Linked DNA regions of Mus musculus: all the other regions are linked to region 1. The links are chromatin contacts, called in public HiChIP or PLAC-seq and Micro-C maps. All regions are on one chromosome and are shown on one strand. Each heading gives the region's core, a stretch centred on a gene start, on an enhancer-like site or on the middle of the called end of the contact. The rest is flanking DNA. Distances are from core to core; before and after follow the strand shown.

Region 1 (3,949 bases), core at 126-2,625:
AAATACACAACATTCTTATGATGCTATGTGTGATCATTGTAAGTCATGACTTAGATGGCTACTTACTGATACTGGGAAATATTCAAAATGTGTTTCCCATGGGGCAGTCTAGTCTACTTGTGGCTCTGATGTTTTTACAGAGGAGTGGTTTTCATTATGGCGTTACCATGTCATTGTTCTTTGTTCTAATTCCTTCCTTCCTGCAAAGCCATCCCCACTGTGGCACCTTCTTGCCCTGCTGGCTGCCCAATTCCCTTTCCTGCTCTTATGTTACACATCAGGAAGTGCCACCACACTATTTTACTCTCCCTCCCTAACCTCTCCTCCCACTTATGACCACCTTTCCAGTCTCATGACTCATCGGTATACATATACAAATATAACATACTAAATCTAGTTCCACATATGAGAGAAAATGTGTACTTTGTCTTTCTGAGTTTATAATATACCTCTTATCCCAGCTCTTAAGCTCCATGAGCTGCCTGCCCTCCCTCCCCAGACAGATATTAAAAAGGCATTCTTACCTTTAGCAGTAGCAGTAGAGATTGGTGAGCCTGCATCAACAGTTCATCACCAACTCTGAAGAGATGTACTGGATCAAACTCTTTCCTCACCATTGCCCCCTAAATTTTTAAAATATATATTTGTTTAGAAAATATCATTAAACATTAAATTGTTGTCTCTGAGTAAAATTAGTGGATGATATCAAACTCTTCTCTTTTATACTTTGTAAGTTCTTCCAGGATAACAAGCATTGCTTACTTTTTTCCTTTCCTTGCATATGTTCATGTTCTAGTGAGTGAGTAGATACTCTCCTCAAGACTTACTTTCTCACTCTTGCCCCCAAACTATGGAGGCTCTTACTTCCAGAATTCACCACTGTTTCAAATAGTTGAATGAATGCATGCTCTCATCTCTGAAGTGGGTCTGCAGAGCAGTGCTTCTGCCCAAAGCTTTTCCATCACCATACTCTGAGAGGACCACCATCTTTCCTCTCCTGCAGGCACAAAATATTAGGATTGCCTCTGATTTTTCCTTCCATACATCCTTGCCCCTTAGAGTCATCTAATCTTGCTCTCCTGGGTGAGATGTAATTTCTTGCCCACTATGCCATTCCTGTTCATTTCAAGTACTGTAACTTGGCTTCCTATAGCTGCTCACTGGCCCCGCCTCTTGAGTATAATCTGAGTATGTTGTCACAAAAGCCTTGATTGTTGTTTCCGCACACCCTCATTTTTAGTTGCGGTTCTCAAAGCAGTGACCCAGGTTTCTCTGGTTTCTTATAGAATCCGTGTCTTTAGAAAAGTACTTCTGCTTACTCATCTACATTTGCATATGAAAGAGTAGCAGAATCTGACTGAACCTGTGCTCCAGGGTGTTGTGAGATTAAACACAGATGTAGAAGGCATTTGGAGACTGTGGGGCCTAGGTAGTGGCACCAGAGTTACACCAGCTCATACATTAGGAACTACATCAAGGAAAAATACTGGATTTCTGTATAACTATGGTGGTGTCCCTGCTGCCATCTACAAATCGTCCAAGCTTTAAGCTTGCCATCTTCCAAAAGATCTGTGCAAACAAAATGGAGAAGCCTGGGTGATTGTGTGCCTTTGTGACGTATCACTTGTATTTAGAAATATATGTCAGCAATTCTATAGTAAAAAAAGAAAAAAAAAGCAAACTATAATATTTTGGTTAAAAAGGAATTATTTTTATTGCCACTATGCTCTAACCAACTCCACCAACCAGCCTAGAAAGCATTTTGTAAAATATATGTACATACTTTAAAATGGCTAGGTGATATGTGTTATGCTAATATGAAGTTATTCCTAGCCATTTTTTCTTTATGTAGTACATTAATGTATACACACACACACACACACACACACACACACTACTCCATATCATATCACATCACATTTTCTATGTATGGTCTTATTAAGTAGTTCTGGATAGCCTGGAAGTTGCTATGTAGACCAGGCTAGCCTCCCGTGTGCAATGTTCCTCCTTCCGCTGCCTCCCAAGTGCTAAGATTACAGGCATGTGCTGTAGATGTGGCTTTCTCTTTATACTTATCTACATTTCTGAACTTTTCTGCAATCTATATTCATTTGATAAAAGACCAGTTCTATTCTGTGAACACTGGGGTCATTTAAATGCCATTAAACATTAACATTTTGAAATTTTGGAGCTTTTAAAGTTAAAAAATATCGTTGTGAGTTTTTCTTATGCTTCTAGAGTATGCAGGGGTTTTTGTGTTTCTCTAATGACACAGAGAAACAATTTATTTATGTTCAGTTCAGATAAAGTATATTCTGTAAAATTACTGAAAATACTAATAATGGAATGAATATAGAGTACTCTATTTCAGCATATATTTATTTTATTATTTCCTAGTTTTGGACACTATGTGGAAATGCCCTGACTGCAAAAAGAGGCATATTTGGCAAAACAGGAGATCTTCAGACTATCCTTTGCCTTGCATGTGCCAAAGAAGACATCACTTACTCTGGTGCTTTAAACGGTGACATCTATGTCTGGAAAGGGCTCACCTTAGTCCGCACTATTCAAGGAGCACATAGTGTGAGTATTGCTATATGGGGCTCTGAGATGATGTAATGAGGGATGATGTAATATGGATTGATGTAATGTGGATGATGTACTGAATGGGTTAAGGCCACACATCTCTCTGTTTCTGCCCTTTGCTTTACAGTTAGACTTCAAACAGTTGTATACACATACACATAAGCATACACATACACATATACATACACATACATACACATACATGAAATGATTCATGAAGATTTCTCACCTGGGGGGGGAATCCATACTAAATCCACCCTTCACCTTAACTTTAAACTAGCTGATTAGTGTTAATACCTTCAAATTCATTCACTGTTACCACTTTTAGTGCTGCAGATTGAACCCAGAGCCTCACACACTAGGCAAGACCTCTGTCATTAAGCTGCATCCCCAGACCTCATTACTCTTCCCATGAAGAAAACCTTAGACAACTCAGTGAAATAGTTTAGACACTTTAGAGTCTTCCCAGTCATCTACGGTGAAAGCCATTTGTCTTGGTTTCATTGCCAAATGACTCTTAAAATAATTAAGAGGTCAGAATTTGTCTTCATTCGTTAAATGATCTGCTGCCTCAGCAATAAGTTTCTCTCTGTCAGCATAATGTGACATAACAGCTTTTAAAAAATCAAGTAAAATAAGGGTCAAGGTATTTTAAATATGAAAAGGGAGTCATGCAATAGTACACAATGCTGACATGATGCTATTTGTAGTTTTTGGTTTGTCAAAAGTGACACCATCCTGAAAAGCTGAGATCTGCCTCAGATACCCCTATACTTGTAAATGGTATGGCACCATGCCCCTAGTCTGTGTCTCTACTTCGTTAATTTATGACTTAAGTGTGCCACCTTTGTAATGTCTTTGTTTCAGAAGACTCAGTTGTCATATAGAAATGTGATTCTGTATCTGCTTTTACTAAGGCACTCATAACTAACATTTTGGGTGGTAGCGGTAACAATGTTATCAAATTAGATGTGTTGGAATTGCTTTGCTTCCTGGTGGTGGCTGTAATTACTGCAATCCAGCTGAGATGAAGTATGTTGATCTGCTGTCAGATTTCAACAGAAAACAGCATTTGCTTTAATTAGTTTTGCTCTGTTATTTTTAATCATGGAGATTCAGCAACAATGACATTTGTGACTGTGGGATTGAATTCTACCTCTTATAATTGACAGGCTGGGATCTTCAGCCTGTATGCTTGTGAAGAAGGCTTTGCTACTGGTGGGCGAGATGGTTGCATACGATTATGGGACACTGATTTCAAACCAATAACCAAAATTGATCTCAGGGAGACGGAACAAGGATATAAAGGTAAAATGTGTGTTAGTACTTACCATGTGCTCTAAGAAGGTTATGTACAATGTCA
Region 2 (3,889 bases), core at 601-3,100, 340 kb before region 1:
GGTTTTATAGGAAATGGCTAGCAAGGGGTGGAGGTTTCTATTCTGGCAAGCATCTGATTGGGGGGCTGTTGCTGTCCGTTAACATAATTGGCTAGTGCTAGGTGTCAAACCATAAACAACATTCTTTTCTCCTGATTTATGGTTGTTAGAAGTGACGTATCAAGGGCAGGCTTGTAACCTGGAGTGCGGATTTGTTGGAGAATAACCAACTGGTGCTACACATAAGTTTTGTTGGGGAGTAACTTGGAAACTGGTGCTAGACACCAGCCTGTTAGTTAACCAGAGTTCAGCCTTAGGTCTGGTTCTCCAAGATTGAGTCTGAATCCAAGCCTTTCATCCAGGCCTTTCTCCAAGTCCTGTCAGCATGCCTGACACATACCCACGCACACTACTACCACATTCACGTCTACTACTGCCAGTGCCAAACCACTTCCATCGTTGGAGTAGCCTCCTAGAATCTGTTTCCACATGGCACCAAGAACTATCCTTTAGAATCACATCCACCAGTGGCCGATGCTGACTCAAAGGTCATCATCAGCCAAGTCTGATGAGCTATGCAGGGGAGCCCTGTCTAGCTCCCCTAGCCTTGTCTCTCCTTACCTTTCCCTCTGCACACCTGACTCCAACTATACTGAGCATACCTTGGTGTACCTTTGTCTGGTGTGCCATTCTTCTTGATCTGGCCATGATCTGTACCTTTTAGACACCGAGACCTACACTAAGCAGAGTATTTATTTCTGACCAGTCTAAAATAGCCAGTTTCAAATTCATCTGTTTGTATTTTATTTTCCTTAAACTCTCTGGCTTTTGTGTGTGTGTGTTTTTGGTCTCCCTTCTATGAGGATGTAACACTTGTGTCATTTATTGTTCTCCCCAGGAATCTAGAGCACTGCTGATCATGTAGTAATTCCTCAATATGGTTGGGTTCTGCATGTGAGTAATAGCTGTATTGAATGGAGAAACTGTATTTAAAACTAAACATATTTCTCTTGATCCTCCAAGAATACATTGATAAAGTGAAGACTTTAGTGAGCCAGAGCTTATTTCATAGTTATTCCTTAAAAAAAAAAAAACCCACCATTATCCTCAAGGGCTTTAAAGGAGTGGGCATTACTATTGGTATTGGTCCTAGAATTTATAGTAACAATGGTATAAATAATTATAATACCTATTGAGTATTTACTATGCATGGATACTATCTTTGTTGCCATATGCTTCCATCTTAACCTTAGGCATCAATTCTAATATGTAAATGAGACATAGAGACAGAATGATTTGTTAGTTTTTCTTATATAGTAGCTTATGAAGGAAAAACTAAACGGTAATAGACAATAAAACTAAGGGAATTCACTTAAAAAGATCCATGTAGATGCTGATACAGCCCTGATAAAACATTAAACCTTCACCTTAAACTTTTTTGGTTCATTTTGCTCTGTTTTGGTTTTTTTCAAGACATGGTTTCTCTGTGTAGCCATAGCTGTCTTGTACTCCAGGCTGGCCTCAGACACATAGAGATCAGCCTGCCTCTGCCTCCTGAGTACTGGGATTAAAGGTGTGCACCATCACTGCCCAGACACTTTAAACTCCTTTAGGAAAGAACATTAATTTGGCACCCAGTGTTTCCTTCAGTCTTCTCCCTCCTCCGGGTTTGGGGAAAGCATTAAAGTAGCATGACCGAGGTCACACATGTGCTATGAAGCAGAGCCAAAGTTCAGAACTGGCCTTGGCTCTAGAAGGCACATCTGGACAAGCAGTGACTGTCCTAGTTTTTCCTTATTATCACCCCAGCAGGTGTATAGAGGATGTACACTTTGTATACACACCTGTGCTTTTCCTTTTTTACTCACAGAACTCTGAAAAGTAACTGATGTGGACAAGCAGCTGAGACAGTCAAGATGACGACCACGGTAGCCACAGACTATGACAACATTGAGATCCAGCAGCAGTACAGTGATGTGAACAACCGCTGGGATGTGGATGACTGGGACAATGAGAACAGCTCTGCAAGGCTCTTTGAGCGCTCCCGCATCAAGGCCCTGGCAGGTAAGTGTCCTGATGTTGTATGTCCCACCTGTCACCAGATGTTCTGTAGTCCCTTGAACATCAACCATTTCTCTTTTAAGCTGTCTTGCTTGAAGTTGACCTCTCCCTGCTTTAACATATCCTATGAGAGCTTGCTTACCCTTTTATAAGACATTTACTTTTGGAGAGCTGCCGAACTTAATGACCAACATAGTTTAGAACACAGTAAATAATGTTTACAGCAATTTAGAAAGAGCTGCTAAGAGTTTGTAAGGATTTTTTAATTCTAACACATCTTTAATTTCAAGTGTTTTAACATACTATATTTATATAAAATATCCAACTTGGCTGTATACGTAATGCCAGTGGCAGATTAGCTGATCTTTTCGGTGAGAGGTTGGTAAGTACCTTGTTACAAGGGCTTTAGATCTGAAAAGTAGCAGTGTCCTGTGGGAAGGCCATATTTAATGCTGTTAATGAGTAGGTTTGCCACTGATCATTCCCATTCAGTTTCATTTTCTAGAGAAAAACCATGCCAGGTAGATGTTAAGTAGTTATTCCAATTATATTCTAGTTTACGATACAAAGTCTATTATAATAGGTGCCTTGATTATTAAATTGTAAGTTTGTCAGTACTTTTGACATGATTCACATGAACTAGAAACCCACAAGAAAGTATTCAGGAAACAAGGGAGCTAAACATTTATTCTGTGTCTGCTGATTGGATTCTTTGAAAAGAATCCTGAATTCATGATTATTTTTAGTCAAGTCATTTCTGTTTGCCAAGAATAGAGATGCATGTACTCTGAATTAAAGAGATGTGTTTGCTAGTAGAAAACACAGTTGTTCAACATGGACAGAGCCCTCATTTCATCCTTGCCATACAAAAACAAGTAACAGCAGCAGCATGTGATAGAATTAAAGGAGAATAAAGGGATTATCGTAAAATATCAGACAGGGGCCAGGTGTGGTGGCCATGCTTTTAATCCTAGCACTCAGGAAACAGAGGCAGGCAGATGTTTGTGAGTTTGAGGCCAGCCTGGTTTACCTAGCAAGTTTTAGGCCAGCTAAGATTGATGTGGTAAGACACTGTCTCAAATAAGAGAAAGAGAGATGGATGGAGGGAGACAGGGAAAGTGGAGGTTGGTCTCATGCAAAGCAGGCTCAACAAAGCCATGTGCTAACTGCTATAGGACAGTATCTCAGTTATTCTTCATTTGTTGGAGCCCTCCACTTAGTAACTGCGCCTTCATAATTTGTCTTACACCAGACTTGGGTGCAATGTAGATTCAATGAAACCTCAGTGCAAAATTATATTTATAATTTAATTGACTTAATAACCCAGTTTCCTTTTAGTACAAATTTCTGTAAGATTGGGTGTGGTATTGAAATTCTGTTTGGCCCAGATATTTATATAGCAGGCCATGGCTAGCTGGAGACTTACAAATGATTGCCTTTAAAAGAGGCAGCTTAAGACTGGTGCAATATTGCCCACCAGCCCTCCCAACCCAAGTTTGATCCCTGGGACCCACATAGTGTCAAGAGAGAATTGAGTCACAACAGTTTTTCTTTGACCTCCACACCATGCCGTGTCATGTGTGCAAATCTTTCCTTCAAATTAAAAATAAATAAAGACAGACAGACAGGAAGGAAGGAAGCCAGCCAGCCAGGTAGTGATGTGCATTTCTTTAATCTCAGCACTCAGGTGACAGAGGCAGGTCTGAGTTTCAGACCAGCCAGGTCTACAGAGTGAGTTCTAGAATGGCCAGAGCTACACAGAAAAATCCTGACTGACAAAAAAAAAAAAAAAAGATCAATCAGAAAAAATATATTTGAAGAAAATGTAGCAGTGCTACCCAGCGGTCTG
Region 3 (3,828 bases), core at 1,187-3,686, 370 kb after region 1:
TAAACAAATGATTATTATCCAGCTACATAAAATATTTATTAAAGTAGGAAATAGGTTAGCAATAGGAAAATGTTCATCAGTTAAAAAAAAACAGGATACAAAATTGTCTCTGTATGAGGCTTCAATTGTTTAATGAACACGTTGACATTCAAAACAATGAAAAAATGAATGCAGAAATAGGGAGGGCTCCTGTGGTCACGATGGTGGCAGTGTTCAAGATGAGCTAGATACCAGTCTGTGGCCCACAAGACCATTCATTGCTGAAACAATAAAAAAGAATAGAAAGAAAATCACAGTGCTGATTCTAGACCACCAACCAGAGTACACATGGAGGGACCCATGGCTCCAGCTGCACATGTAGCAGAGGATGGCCTTGTTGGGCATCAATGGGAGAGGCCCTTGGTCCTGTGAAGGCTCGATGCCCTAGTATAGGGGAATGCCAGGGTGGGGAGGTGGGAGTGGGTGGGGCAACACCCTTATAGAAGCAGGGGGTGGGGGATAGGATAGGAGGTGGGTGGGGGAACCGGGAAAGGGGATAACATTTGAAATGTAAATAAAGAAAATATCCAAAAAAAAAAAAAAAAAGAGTTTAAAATAAAAGAGATTTTAAAGGGGCTGGAGAGATGGCTCTATGTTTAAGAGCACTGTTTGATCTTCCAGAGGACCTGGGTTTGCACCCATATGGTAGTAGTTCATGACCATATTTAATTCCAGTTCTAGGGGATCCTACCCTCTTTTGGTCTCCAAAGGTGGTACAAACACACACAGGCAAAAAGATTAAACAACAACAACAACAACAAAAAGGTTAAGGGGGCTGGAGAGATGGCTCAGTGGTTAAGAGCACTGGATTTTCTTCTAGAGGACCTGGGTTCAATTCCCAGCACCCACAGGGCAGTTCACAAGTGTCTGTAACTCCAGTTCCAGAGGATCTGGAACCCTTGCACAGACATGCAGGCAGAAAACCAATGCACATAAAAAAATGTTTGTTTGTTTTCGAGACAGGGTTTCTCTGTGTAGCTCTGGCTGTCCTGGAACTCACTTTGTAGACCAGGCTGGCCTTGAACTCAGAAATCCACCTGCCTCTGCCTCCCAAGTGCTGGGATTAAAGGCATACGCCACCACCGCCGGGCAATAAATCATTTTTAAAAAAAGGTTAAACTAAAAAGTTTTAAAATTTTGAAATCCTGAGTTCAGAGTGAAACTGTAAACACAACTCTGACTTACTCTTTTGTAGTTTCTTCCAATACTGAGTAAATCATAGGCTGGAACAAATCCCTGTTTTCCAGTCTGCCCTCCTTCTTCTACTGCACAGGCAGAGAAAGCTCCTGGCTAATGTGGTGTGTTTATGGTAACTCACCCAAGAGTGTCTGCTTAGGGGCTCAGTTTTTGACCATGTATGGACACTATCCCAGCTCCTAGCTAGCACGGCATCATTCCTTGCCAAAACTCTGTGAAACCCTCTTAAGACCAGATGAGTGACTTCACTGACTTCCACATGTGAGATTGATGAGCCCGCCCAAAAGCTGCCTCCTAGTAAACCTGCCTTTATCTACATGTAATATGTTCTAATCTGGCTCTATTTGTGTCACCGAGGGAGAGAAAAAGCATACCATCTGTGTCTTAAGAGGGGTTCTTTTTCAGATCTTCACTCCCAAATAAATACAATTAATTTATATTAAACATCTCTGAGTGTATCAGTGTTTCATGTTGCATGTGAGCCTTAATTTCAAAGTTTAAGTGAAATACTAATGTGGAATTTGAACCTTATTCAAAGTAAGTGGTCCCACCATGGTTGCAAATTCCAGGCCATAAGTATCATAACGACCACTGTAATTCGTCGCAGTACTGTTTTCTTCCTTTCTTTTCTTTTTTCTTTTTTTTCGAGACAGGGTTTCTCTGTATAGCCCTTGCTGTCCTGGAACTCACTCTGTAGACCAGGCTGGCCTCGAACTCAGAAATCCGCCTGCCTCTGCCTCCCAAGTGCTGGGTTAAAGGAGTGCGCCACCACACCCGCAGTACCGTTTTCTAATATCATAATATGCGGGAGTGATGGCTGGTCTTCCAGAGGACCGAGTTCGGTTCCTAGCACCTACATGACTCACCATCACTCCAGTTCTAGTAAATTGAACACCTTCTTTCAGCCTCCTCAGGCACTGCTCACACGTGGTGCACAACCATGCAAGCCGGTAACTAACGCCCATAACACATAAAATTTAAAAGAACGGAAAGACGGAAGTCACAAGCTACAGTTGTTGAGGCATGAAGCCACATTGCCGCGGCCGAGCAATGGAACCCGGAGCTTTCCGACCCCGGCACTGGAGGCTCAGGTGGTTGGGGGTGTGGCTAAGCGCTCTCGGCGGCCCAAAGATGGGTCAGGCCACAGAGCCATGCCAGGGCGGAGCAAGCAGCCATCACCACGCCCCCGAAGCCGTGGCACTTCCGGTAAGCCTGCCCACGTAGAGGGGAAAATGGCAGGCTCGGAGCTGCGGGCTGAGTTAGAACAGAGGCTCGGCGCCCTCGCCATTCGCACGGAGGTCGTGGAGCATCCCGAGGTGAGACTGCGGCCCCAGGAAGGCAGAGGGTCTTCGGGCGAGTGTTTATTGGGTCCAAGCAGAGGCTTATAAGTTTATTTAAAACTGCGGCAACCGTGAGGAAACTTGTCCTGGGATGACTGACGTGACTTAAAAGCCGGTTGGATAGCTGATACGTTATGTAGATAACTAAGGAACAAGGCACTACATAAGTGGCAACCCTATAGAATCGCCTAGGCTGTATCTGGTACCAAAGGCACAGCAGGCCATTGAGGTGGCTTGGTTTTTTACTTCTTTGGACAGTCGTTACCACTGCAGCACGGCAAGGATCATTTCCCAAATAATTACAAAAAGTATATAACCCCTGAGTCTGGAGAATTGTTTTCGCGGTTAAGAGCACGTACTTCTCTTGCAGATGACACGAATTTATTTCAGCACTCACACTGAGAGCTGTTTAAAACTACAGTTCCTCTTTTGGCCCGCTCCCGCTTGTGCCACAAACAAAAGTACGTACCTTAATTTTAACATGACCTACACTGGAGATGTACAATTTTTGTGGAAACTATTATGAGGGTTGGTAAGGCTTGCACGACACATTTTATGATAGAAAACACCTGTCTTAATATTTACTATTTCCCATTTTTACAAAGGTCACATTCTGTGTACATTCCCAGCCTCCAAATACTTTAAGGCCCTGGAGTACTGGTACTTGTAACATTAAAAAAATGTTCTTTATGTACTAACCTGGGGTCTTATGTTCTTCATCGATGCCCTTGTAGTGAATGTCTGGGACTCTGGAGATAAATATTAAGGACTGTCATCAAATTTTACGCCAAAGTTCAAAAGTTATAAGCGTCTCAGGCACCTGATGGCTTTGTTAGCCACTGGGATAGAAAACTGGCCCAACAAAAACTGAGGTCTTGAGGTCTGCAACTGTGATGATTAAGGCTCCCCCTGAACCCCAACCAGGATTTTGCTGCACTCTTGAATTCTTGATCTCGGCCTCAGCTCTAAGTACCAGTACTCCAGGTACCAGGCCTTTAAAGTATTTGGAGGCTGAGGTTTTTAGTTCAGAGATATTGTGCCTGCCTAGCAAGCATAGCACTCTGGGTCCTATCCTCAGCACCAAAAGGCCCAACCCCTATCAAAACATTTATAACGAATACCAGTTAAATTCAGAGCATCCACCATGAAAAATATGTACAACCGTGGATATGTATGTGTGCAATTTACAGTGTTTTTTCTTTTGCATATTTTGCAGGTGTTTACAATTGAAGAAATGATGCCTCATATTCAA

The links. Hi-C and Micro-C count contacts between places; a contact is called where the count stands out from the background. HiChIP or PLAC-seq counts read pairs in DNA pulled down with a chosen protein or histone mark.
Region 2: a contact with region 1 is called in an H3K27ac HiChIP or PLAC-seq map of embryonic stem cells, with 5 times the contacts expected there. The contact joins the promoter of Sptbn1 here to the enhancer-like site in region 1. A contact is called at or near these places in 2 of 15 datasets of contacts at CTCF or cohesin (large pre-B cells and pro-B cells), 7 of 484 Hi-C or Micro-C datasets (the Ba/F3 cell line, the G1E-ER4 cell line, the N1E-115 cell line and 3 more) and 1 of 115 datasets of contacts at active chromatin or transcription factors (embryonic stem cells).
Region 3: a Micro-C map of embryonic stem cells shows a contact between it and region 1, with 3 times the contacts expected there. The contact joins the promoter of Prorsd1 here to the enhancer-like site in region 1. A contact is called at or near these places in 10 of 39 promoter capture datasets (the 3T3-L1 cell line, the C10 cell line, embryonic stem cells and 4 more), 3 of 484 Hi-C or Micro-C datasets (the N1E-115 cell line, embryonic stem cells and nephron progenitors), 10 of 115 datasets of contacts at active chromatin or transcription factors (astrocytes, bone marrow-derived macrophages, cardiomyocytes and 4 more) and 3 of 9 other capture datasets (adipose tissue, macrophages and pancreatic islet).

The regions. Positions count from the first base shown.
Region 1 is chr11:29,880,592-29,884,540 of GRCm38.p6, reverse strand. Eml6 (echinoderm microtubule associated protein like 6) reads left to right here. Exons shown (of 42, transcript NM_146016.2): 6 at 2,398-2,583; 7 at 3,759-3,894. Among named protein-coding and RNA genes, the nearest start is that of Gm22588, 33 kb to the right of the region's middle. Within about 2 kb of position 1,375, at least 39 of the 459 cell types and tissues checked have an H3K27ac peak or open chromatin away from gene starts, as enhancers often do. A contact at or near this core is called in the N1E-115 cell line, embryonic stem cells and neural stem cells, where this site is marked.
Region 2 is chr11:30,217,733-30,221,621 of GRCm38.p6, reverse strand. It overlaps Sptbn1 (spectrin beta, non-erythrocytic 1), which reads left to right and starts at 1,850. Exons shown (of 35, transcript NM_175836.2): 1 at 1,850-2,043. The coding sequence starts at 1,896. Gm51887 (a long non-coding RNA gene) reads right to left here and starts at 5. Exons shown (of 3, transcript XR_003949652.1): 1 at 1-5.
Region 3 is chr11:29,513,641-29,517,468 of GRCm38.p6, reverse strand. It overlaps Prorsd1 (prolyl-tRNA synthetase domain containing 1), which reads left to right and starts at 2,436. Exons shown (of 2, transcript NM_026465.3): 1 at 2,436-2,552; 2 at 3,793-3,828. The coding sequence starts at 2,469.